Regions from separate parts of the Xenopus laevis genome. Here region 2 is linked to region 1. The links are chromatin contacts, called in public Hi-C maps. All regions are on one chromosome and are shown on one strand. The core of a region is the stretch at or near the end of the contact, and the rest is flanking DNA. Distances in the headings are between cores, read along the strand shown. Region 1 holds the start of rhou.L (ras homolog family member U L homeolog). Region 2 has its middle 16 kb from the start of rab4b.L.

Region 1 (4,876 bases), core at 1,593-4,092:
ATCAAAGTGGTCTCCCAAGCAGCTGCTTATAAAGCAGATATAACTGGAGTATTATGTCATGGAGCCTGGACTGTGATGCAGAGGGAATCGGTTACACATAAAATTAAAATAATTGGGGGTTAGAAGCAACTGGGTGGACATCCCCCCTGCTTTCTTACTATAAACCCCTAGTTAAAGGGATGCTAGAAATTGTAGTTTACAAACAGATGTAGAACCTCAGTTTGGTTATCAGTAATAAAAAAAGGATATATAATCTTTTGTGTAGAGCCCTCCACAACACAGACACATGGCACCCACCAGTGTTAATATAATATCTTAAAATACTGCACGCTTCTAAAAATAGAAGCAGTATTGGAATAACATCCACCTCAGCTAAGAGACAGATTAAATAAACCAGCAAAATGTCTCCTTTTCTGATATGGAGCAAGGCCTCGACCTTTGTAATGACTAACAGCAGCAATCCCTGCCCAATGTTCACAAGAGCTGAAGGTGTATATTGCTTTTAGATTATGCATTTCCTGTTCCGATGTTTGGGAGGGAGCAATTGGTCCCACGAGCATATTTTATTCTTACAAGTGAAAAATATATAGAAAGTCTACAATTTGAATCTTGATCATGTTGGAAATAAAGTTTAACTGCTTCTCATGAAAAAAGAGATTTTGTCTATAAACTGGCAGCAAAAAAAGACTCCCCACTTCTCCTTCAATTTTGGCTTCCTGCAGAAAAAAATGGTTGTGTTGTTTAATTGCCAACACTTCAGCAGAAAGTCTGGCATATTGGTCTTCTGTGTGCATCATGAAGTATGGTTCTTACCCTCAGACACACACATACTTTTTCCACCATGCCTTTGAAAGAGTTTTCATCTTGTTGGCAGTGGCAGCCATTTTCCTCTCTCTCTGTCCCCTTAGATCTGAGTAGCGCAAACCAGAAATTATTGCTGTATCAAAGACTTCTTTAAGGTTCTTTTGGGTCAAAGCGGAGCACTCCACGTAGGCTACAGCACCAATCTTTTCAGCAAGAGCCCTAGCAGAAGAGTTAGACACAGGCTTCTCCTGGTACCGAGCAAGCTGAATGAGAACTTTGACATCTTCACGGAGGTCACACTGAGTCCCAATTAGCACAACTGGCACATTGGGACAGTGACTCTGTATCTCTGTTATCCATTTTTCAGAGATATTCTGGAAGGAGGATGGGCTGACAACACTGAAGCAAAGAATCACAACATCTGTCTTTGGATAACAGAAATGGCGTAGCTTGTCAAACTCATCCTGAAGAGAGAAGCAAAGAAGGCAAATTAGATTCTTTTAAAGGTATGCAAACAAAGTTAAAAAAAACCTTAAGGAAGACAATGAAATGATAGCAATATGGAAGAGTTTATGCAGGCCTAGATTCATACCTGTCCTGCTGTATCACAGAGCTGAAGTTTCACAGGAGTATTTTCGACCTGCACCAGGGCTGCAGAAAAAAAGAAAGAAAAAGTTAGTTCAGCTCCTCTCTTACAGCAACATGATATTGTTTAACAGAAATGTAAATATATCCTATTTTCAGTCAGTCCATAATATATCATCTAGTGTGTAAGGTGCTTCCTGATCTGGAGACTGAAATGGCTCTCTACAGAGTTAATATTTACCACCACAGCGGAGCCAATGAAGGAAAAAATATCACTATTTGTTTTCCATAGAACGGATTCAAAGGGGAGGAGAAAGCGGAGAACAATCGAGCTTTGATCTCTGCATTAACTGTTTGAAAGCAACAAGTCTTTGAGCTAAAGGACAGCTCTCAACCCAGCAATGTCTTTTTAATTTATCATTTATAAAATCGCTAAAGGCCAGCTACGAACATTTGCAAAACAAAACAAGTTGGCAGTCAGGTTAGGGTTTAACTGTCTTCAAAGTATGGCTGTAAGCTCCCAAAGACTTCCAAGAAGCTAGTGAGTTGTAGTTCAACACTGGTGACAAATATCAGTCTATGGGGGTTAGAAGCACATAGCACAAATCAAAAGCTACAGAAAGCACCATCACTCAATATATAAGGGACGGTTACATAATGAATACGGATTATGCACAGGATAAGGAACACTGCCCCTCGGCTATACACAAACGCCTGTCTGTGCGACTGTAGCACAATGACGCACTCACTAAGGCAAAGGCCAGGGTTGGTAGAAAGTAATTCCCGTATTTAGTTAAATAGTTACAGATGTCTGGGGGAGCTTAACCCTTGTAAAGTCAGAAGGAGTACAAAGCAGGGGTGTAACTAGAGAGAAGGCAAAGCCTATGACTTGTGGGGGGCCCAGGAATGTATTGTACTGGAGAATACATAGAGACATAGACATTGTAGCTGTTATTACATGTGGTCAGACGGTGATATAAAATAATGCGCAGACAGGGACAGAAGAGAAGCGCACGGCTCATTGTAGTTCCATAAAGAAAAGCCAAGGGATGTTGCGCCCCCCACTAACAGCAATGCTTAAACCCACCCGGGGAATTCTGGGAATTGCAGCCAGGGACGCAGGTGGGACACCCACGAAGCAAACCATTGAGGTGGGGGTGTGCGGGGCACGCGGAAAGACAGAAACCTACCTGAGAAATCATCGAAAGCCGTAGGGATGTAGCGGGTCGGGTAGCCGTTAGTAGTGTAACTCACTAGAAGGCTGGTCTTGCCAACCGCCCCATCTCCGAGCAGCACGCATTTCAGGATCCGCTCCTGGCCGCAGGACGCTGCCACTGGTTTGGGCTTGTGGGGTGGCACAGGGGGTGCAAAGTGGGAAGTGTAATCCACGGAAAGTTCTTGAGGGGGCATGTCTTCATCAGATGGGAGCCGTCTGCATTAACCAAGGGAGATCTGTAACGTTTCCTGCTCAGAGGTGAAGTCACTTCTTTAAATCCGCAGAACCCCCCTCCTCTCCACACAAGGCACAACCCTGCTGGGAAGCGCAGAGAATAGGGATGGGGGCGGGACCAATTAGGACTGAGGGGTGGGTTTTCCCGTTATGGGACTCGGGGAATAGAGTTGGGAGTTCTCCGCCCATTACACAAATGTAAAATCCCCTTGCAGGACGCTAGAACTGTAGGAATGAATTGCGCTGGAGTCCCCGCCCCCTGCCTTAGCCACCTCCCTCGTACGAGTAGACATCTTTCCTGACACGTCCGGGCGAGAGATATACGCAGGCAAAGTAAACACACCTCCTGGCAAGCGAGTGGAAGTATGGCTGCAGCGTCCCTCTCTTGTACAGCAGTGCCCCCCGGCAAAGCATCAGGGGAGAGGCGCATGGATGGGGCGGGCCTTCCCTCTGCACAACTTTCTGTCAGGCTGAAGTGCAGGGTGTTGAGTATGGGCAAGATCCATAGAACCAGGCGCCCTGGAGTAACACTGAGAATTGTTGGAATGATTTTATGTAGTGTGAACCCAGGCGTGTGACAGGAAAGGCCGTGGAAACATACCCAAGAACCATTGGTTTGAAACAGAAAAGTCAATAAACCAAGTGACCTATGGCATCTTATGTTGCAATTTCATGAGCTGCTCGTACGTTGTTGTGTTTCTTTAATCTGAATTGATAAAGGATTCTGTCTTGATTTGTGCATTTGTGATGTGGGTAGCAGCTGCTTCAGGGTCACACAGTCAGTTTGCTTGGCACAGCAAGCAGTCTAATATAGTCTAATATAGTGCTTAAGTTGGCCATAGACGCTCGAGAATCCTCCAACGATCGGACTTCCCATCTCCCGACCTGCCACTAACCATTCCGATCAAATCAAGTACAAAAGAACAGATCAGCCGATGTTCTGCCCCTGACAGCAATTGTATGAAAGTTATGTTCGACTAGTGACATTCTCCCTCTGAAAATCGTACGATTGGCAATACATACAGAGAAATTACCCGCAGCCGACAGAAATCTTTTAACCTGTCCAATCGACCAAACGACTCAGTGGGACGAAAAATGTCGGGACTCGCCACACACGGTCCAAATATCGTAAGAATCGAGGATTTGTACGATCGGATCTTTGCATCTATGGCCAGCTATATAAAGATAAAGACTTAAATCCTTCCCTGTAGAGGGGTTTTAACTTCCACAAACCCATTATCCAGAAAGCTCCTACAACAGGAATGCCGTTCCCCATAGTATCTTGTTTAAAGAAGCAATTTATATTTATTTATTTTTAGTGAGTTTTAATATTCTTGGTAATAGCAAGACAGAACTTTCATGCTGATGGCAAAACTATAATCACTTTGAAAGGACTTTTTTTAGAGGTATACTGGTACAATTCCAGTATTTAAGCAGTACTATCCCCCGAATCCAATATCCTGGTATAGCACAAGAGCTATAGAAACATACAAGCCCCATTGGAGCATACGTTTGCCACAAGCACCAGTAGAAAAGAAGGGGCAATAAACTGACTTCTGGTGTGCCACAGGTTCAGACTGGGATTCAAAATAGGCCTTGGCATTTTTACTACACAGAGACACAAACAACTTCCTACCTGCACAATAAAAAGCATGGCACCTGGGCCTGCAGGCACTGTGAATAGTTGTGTGATACTGTGTCCTAAAGTTGGCACTGTTGAAATAAGTGGAAGCTGTAGTCTTAAAGGAGAAGGAAAGGAAAAAAACTATACCTTTCTCCTTTAATTGTACTCCCCCAGACCTCCTGAAACTCTATTCTAAAAATGCTCATATGTCAGTCAAATCTTGTAAAATCGATGTCCTTGTTCGCATATATAGCCAGGCAGGCGCCATATTAGTAAGGTTGCGACGGCTACTTCTTTCTTCTTAATGCGCATGCGCCCCAAAATAAAACAGTTTACCCCGGAGCGCGACGCCCCAAGGACATGCGCACTACAAATAAATTATGCCTATGCGCATCAAGCCGAGCGGAAGATGG
Region 2 (5,425 bases), core at 1,730-4,229, 48 kb before region 1:
CTTTGGCTCATAATTGTAGCTGCAGGTATGGGACCTGTTATCCAGAATTCCCAGCACCTGGTGTTTTCAGATAAGAGATCTTCCATAATTTGGATCACCATATAAGTCTATTGAAAAATCATTTAAACATTAAATAAACCCAACTCGGTTGTCTTGCCTCCAATAAAGATGAATTAAATCTCAGTATGGATCAAGTATAAGGTACTGTTTTATTATTACAGAGAAAAGGAAAATAATTTTTAAGAATTTTGAATGATTTGATTACAATGAAGTCTATGGAAGATGGCTTTCCCGTAATTTTGAGCTTTCTGGATAATGGATCCTACACTTGTATTACAAATCTCTACTATCCCATAATTTCTCTGATCTGCGCTCACAAAGCAGTTTAATGGCTCAAGAGCAGGTTGCCTAATTCCATCACACATACACTTTGTACTTTTTATCCACATTAAAGGATTTACAAATTAGATGATCTTCTGTCTAGGACAAGGGGCACCTAAATGGGTGTGTGCAAGTCAGGGTGTTATTTATTTTCACTTCTCAGTAGACTTTGTGTTCATTACAGTGTTTGTGTGTGTTAGTGATGCCATGTCCCTACCAAGTAGTACCTTTTCCCTTAAAGCCAGAACGAAAGCCTAAACAAGATTTTTGTTATTCTCTTTGCACACTTCTACATCACCACTAATACAGTGAGACAAAGCCAGCACCTTCAATATTTTTACACAAAACCAACTACTTTAAAAAACAATCTGAAAGACAACAGCAAACAAACCTTGTCTATACGATCACACAAAACAGTGTTGTTCATTAACATAACACAAAGCACAATTCATGACAGAATGAACTTTGTTGTTAACATCACACAAAACAAGCACCACCATTGACATCCAGCATGAGCCAAAATAAAACCTGTCAGTAATCGCCTCCGGAACAAATTTGTTTAGGACTTGGTTCGTGTCTGAAATTGTTTTATCCCTCTTTAAGAAGAATTTCTTCAACATGTCTGCAGCCTATATGTTCTATTCTAGAGCAGTGGATTACATAAATTACAATGTATGTAAGCACAAATAAATAATCTTAAACAAATATCCATATTATCCATTTAAAATTTAAATTATTTAATATAAAATAAAGGTCGACTAGCAATTTCCTCTGATTTCTGATACAGACTTCACTTTCCCCACTTCCCAAACTTTCCCCTTACAATTTAATTATTAACCACTAGATACTTCCTGTCCACATAAGTTCCCATCAGGTTTGCATTTTAGGTCTCTATGTAGCATAGAAAAGTAAGTACCTAGATCAATCAAGTGAAGCGCTGTGATTGATACAGAATTAGCTCATACAAATTCAGTCATTTAGTGTCTCCAGCACTTCTGCAAATGTAGATTCCAATATGGCAATGCATGTACCAATGGCATGTTCTGTAGAATTTTCATTACACATATTGTGGGTTGGCCTATATCCATATACAGTGAATATTGTTTTGAAAAATCTAGTCTGCAGATGAACCGTGTATGCCAGTGTATGAGCTGCAACATTATTTTGTTGAATCACATGGCTGACCCCTGAAAAAGATGGCAGCTGAAAATCATTAGAAGGAGTATTAAACTGGAAAAAGATGGCAGCTGAAAATCATTAGAAGGAGTATTAAACTAGTTTGTTTCATCACAGAAGTAGGTGGGTACATAAATGCATAAATGCATGCTAGAGATGTCTTTGGCTACAGAAGTATGCATTTTGCATAAACATAAAGCTGCCTGGATACTGTTGTTGGGATAGCAGTCTGTGCCTCTTTGCCCTCACTAATGTGGGGAGTATGAAGATATTGTATACAAATTAATGTGAGGAACGGAAAACTTAAAGGGATTCCTCTTGAAATGCAGGTGAGTTATTAAAAGGAGAAAATCTCTAATCCTCTGATTAAACTTAAAATGCCTGAGGTGTGCTCATGCGTGGGATGCCTAAACCCCGCCAGCTTAAGGTTCTTTGAGGATACATTCAGGCCCACTGTATATATGGTAGAATGAAGCCAGCTTACCTCCTGTTCCCTATACAGACCTTCGTTACATCAGATTTAAAGGTAGCAAGGATCAAGACAAGTGAGTCATCTGAGCTGACAGCCCTAGACAGCCATAAGTCGTAGCAAAGCATTACCTCATTTAGGGTTAGCATCTGCTCATAGATAAATCATAGAAATTATCCTATTTAGAGCATGTTACTAACATTATAAGGGAACTGTTTCTAGTTACAAGGACATTCGCCATTGTATGAGCCCTGTATGTACATTTCCATTGTATTCACCACATCATGGAAATGTACATACAGGGCACCATCAGAAACTTTAGGGCCTGTACAAATTTTTAAAATAAGGGGCCTCCCATGCCCACATGCATGCAGTTTTTGCGTAAGTTTAAGCATAGCTTTATATGTAATGTACAAGATTATTTTCTCTTGATATAATTATTTACAGTATACAGGATATACATCATTATCTGTCAAACCTACTTGAAAGAGGGAGAAAGCAGTGTTTGTTGAAGGAAAAAATAGAAATGGTGAATCACATGTATATCCACTTTTTTACAGCATGTCTAGGTCAAGGGGGACTCTGAAAATTTAAAAAATAATCATTTCCAGACATTTTACCAAGAAGGAGGGGCATGCAAATCATCCCATATTATCCTGTGACTTTTTATAAAATAAGTTGGGGTAATTCACACTAGTGTAGACACCACTGCAACCAATCAGCTAGTTGCTTTCATTGTCTAACTACACTAGGTTAGACCTCAACACCTTTGTTAGAGAATGGGCTCCAGTCAATCTTACTTTGGTCTCCCCTAGATAGTGGTTGACGTTTTCACTAGAATTTAGACAAAGGGCTCATTAGCATATTTGAAGTCTTTGGGCCCTCAGCAAGAAATATTTGTGCTCTCGGGAAAAGCAATGATAATCCTCCATGCACATGGCCCATGCTTACAACGATCCTCATGTCTTGAACCCCCCCTCCCCGACGCCACAGCTTCATGGTCTGCTCCCTCTGTAGTTAATGTCCTGGTAGGTCTGTGCTTTGTTCATTTTCTTTTATTAGACTGTAAGGTCAAAACGTTTGTTGTGAGTAGTGAACACATGTTGTTCATCTGGCTAAAAATAGTTAATTACTACCTGTTCCCTTTATGTTACAGGAATTGTGTTAAACAGATGACTTTAGTTATACATGTGACACTAATAGCTGAAGGAATAAGTAACACACTCTAATAAGGCCCTCTAATGGAAAACTGAACTTTTAGCCATTTTAGTAATTTATGGTTGTTTTAGATTCCATTTGTGTTTGCGTGTACATTTATATCTTTATAATGCTATTATAAAATCAGGACTGTATACATTTTAACAATACAGTAATTGTACATATAGGGGGACAAATATTTTAATACATACAAATAAATATATATACAGCAAAATATAATTAATGTACACAGTTTTAGTAAAACATTACGTAACCAATGTTAGAGACACACAATAAAGCAGGTCCCTGTCAATTTTATGCATAGCTATAGGTACAATACTTAGGGGGTTATTTATCAAGGTCCGAATTTATCTCAGTATCGGCTGCTACAAACTCCGATCTAACCCACTCGGGTTTTTAACGCTTATTTATTATTACATTTTCCCGAAAATTACTTTTTCGGGAAAAGCTCAGATTTTCATGATTTTTCCATTAATTTTCCCCGAAAACTAAGAATTTTTCAGAGTTTTTACTTGAAAGCTCCAAAATCATCGTGAAATTGCCCGAAACCCCCGACACAACAAAAATCAATGGGACTTTTCCCATTCCCATTGACTTTTATGCAACCTCAACAGGTTTGAGATGCCATGTTTTTATAAATTCGTGATTTTTTTTTTAAAGCCTATTATAAAAACAAAATTCACACAGTTTTCGGATTTCAGGGAATTTCGGTATTCAGAGCTTAGTAAATAACCCCCTTAGTCATGCTGGAGTATTATCCTTGGTAGTATACTTTACATAATGGGTAGGATAATTCAGAGTGCCAAAGACACTTAGGGGTATATTTATCAAAGAGTGAAGTTAGAGATCTCCACAGTCCGCAGAGTGAAATATCGCCTCTCTCAATTCATTTCTATGGAATTTTTAAAGGCGTATTTATTAAATGTTGAACTTTCACTATCACCCATTGATAAGTATGCCTTTAAAAATCCCATAGAAATGAATGGAGAGAGGCGGTATTTCACTCTGCGAACTGTGGAGATCTCTAACTTCACTTTTTGATAAAACACTATATGCATTGTATACATGACCAATGGTTATGGTTTTTTAGTTGAAGTGCCCTACTACCGGTAAATTGTTTCTTTCATCCCCGTTGCAGTGATCTGTACACATGAGATGCACCTAACTGAGTAATACCAGAATCTCCCTTTGTTATTTTCGGTAAATATTAGCTGAATTACTTCCCTGAGGAGGAAGCTATAAGTGTAATGGCTTTGTGGGGGTTGAACTCCAGGCAGGGAGAAATTGAAGGCCTTGGCTTATTTTTACTTATTGCTTGTGTAATGAGTTGCAAGATACCACTTGTCTGGGAAAGTTTGCCTTGTTGGCTTATAGCAATAGGGGAGGTTTTAAGGCTAGGCTAAGTGGGCATTTGCCCTAGTCTCCAAAGTCAGAGGTAAAAAAAAGATAATATTTATTCTATTTTAAATCAATTGCCAGACATTGCTGTGCTGTATGCTGTATTTACCAGATTAACTACCTATAGGGGCACATTTATAAAAATGTAAGATTAGAGGTCAACTAACTTTCACCCATTGATAAATATGATTCTAAAAATCCTATAGGAGTGAATAGAAAGTGAATGAATTTTCTGTGGTGAGTCATAATCTCACATTTTTATAAATGTGCCCCTTAAAACTGGAGAACACAAGAATGTAGCTTAATAAACACAATAAGCAAAAAGAATGCTGCTCAATATACGTGCCCATAGTATTCCCCCTCCATTTTGGGGAAACCAATTAGCAGATTACTAGTCACTTTTAGTGATGAGCGAATTTATTCGCCAGCCATGGATTCACTTTGAAATTCTGAATTTCACCATGTGCGAATTTGTTCACGGAACTAAATTAGCCAAGAAAAAATGCCAATAGGATAAAAAAATGCCCATTGACTTTAATGCATTTGGACAAAAAAGAAAGCATAAGAAAAAACGCCCATTGACTTTAATGTATTATGACAAAAGTCTGCCATAAGAAAAAACGCCCATTGACTTTAATGTATTATGACAAAAGTCTGCCATAAGAAAAAACGCCCATTGACTTTAATGCAGGCATGTCCAAAGTTTGGCCCTTTATCAAATTTACACCGGCCCTCAGCCTCCATCATGAAATTAATAATAATGTGGCCCGCCAGCATTGTGCG

The links. A called contact is a pair of places that touch in the nucleus more often than the background predicts.
Region 2: a contact with region 1 is called in a Hi-C map of the XL177 cell line, with 3 times the contacts expected there. The contact joins the enhancer-like site here to the promoter of rhou.L in region 1. A contact is called at or near these places in 2 of 4 Hi-C or Micro-C datasets (the XL177 cell line and the XTC cell line).

What each region holds. Positions count from the first base shown.
Region 1 is chr8L:70,055,893-70,060,768 of Xenopus_laevis_v10.1, reverse strand. It overlaps rhou.L (ras homolog family member U L homeolog), which reads right to left and starts at 2,842. Exons shown (of 3, transcript NM_001094470.1): 1 at 2,580-2,842; 2 at 1,397-1,455; 3 at 1-1,268. The coding sequence starts at 2,799. The coding sequence ends at 816.
Region 2 is chr8L:70,103,410-70,108,834 of Xenopus_laevis_v10.1, reverse strand. No RefSeq gene overlaps it. Among protein-coding and RNA genes, the nearest start is that of rab4b.L, 16 kb to the left of the region's middle. Within about 2 kb of position 2,979, at least 1 of the 7 cell types and tissues checked has an H3K27ac peak or open chromatin away from gene starts, as enhancers often do.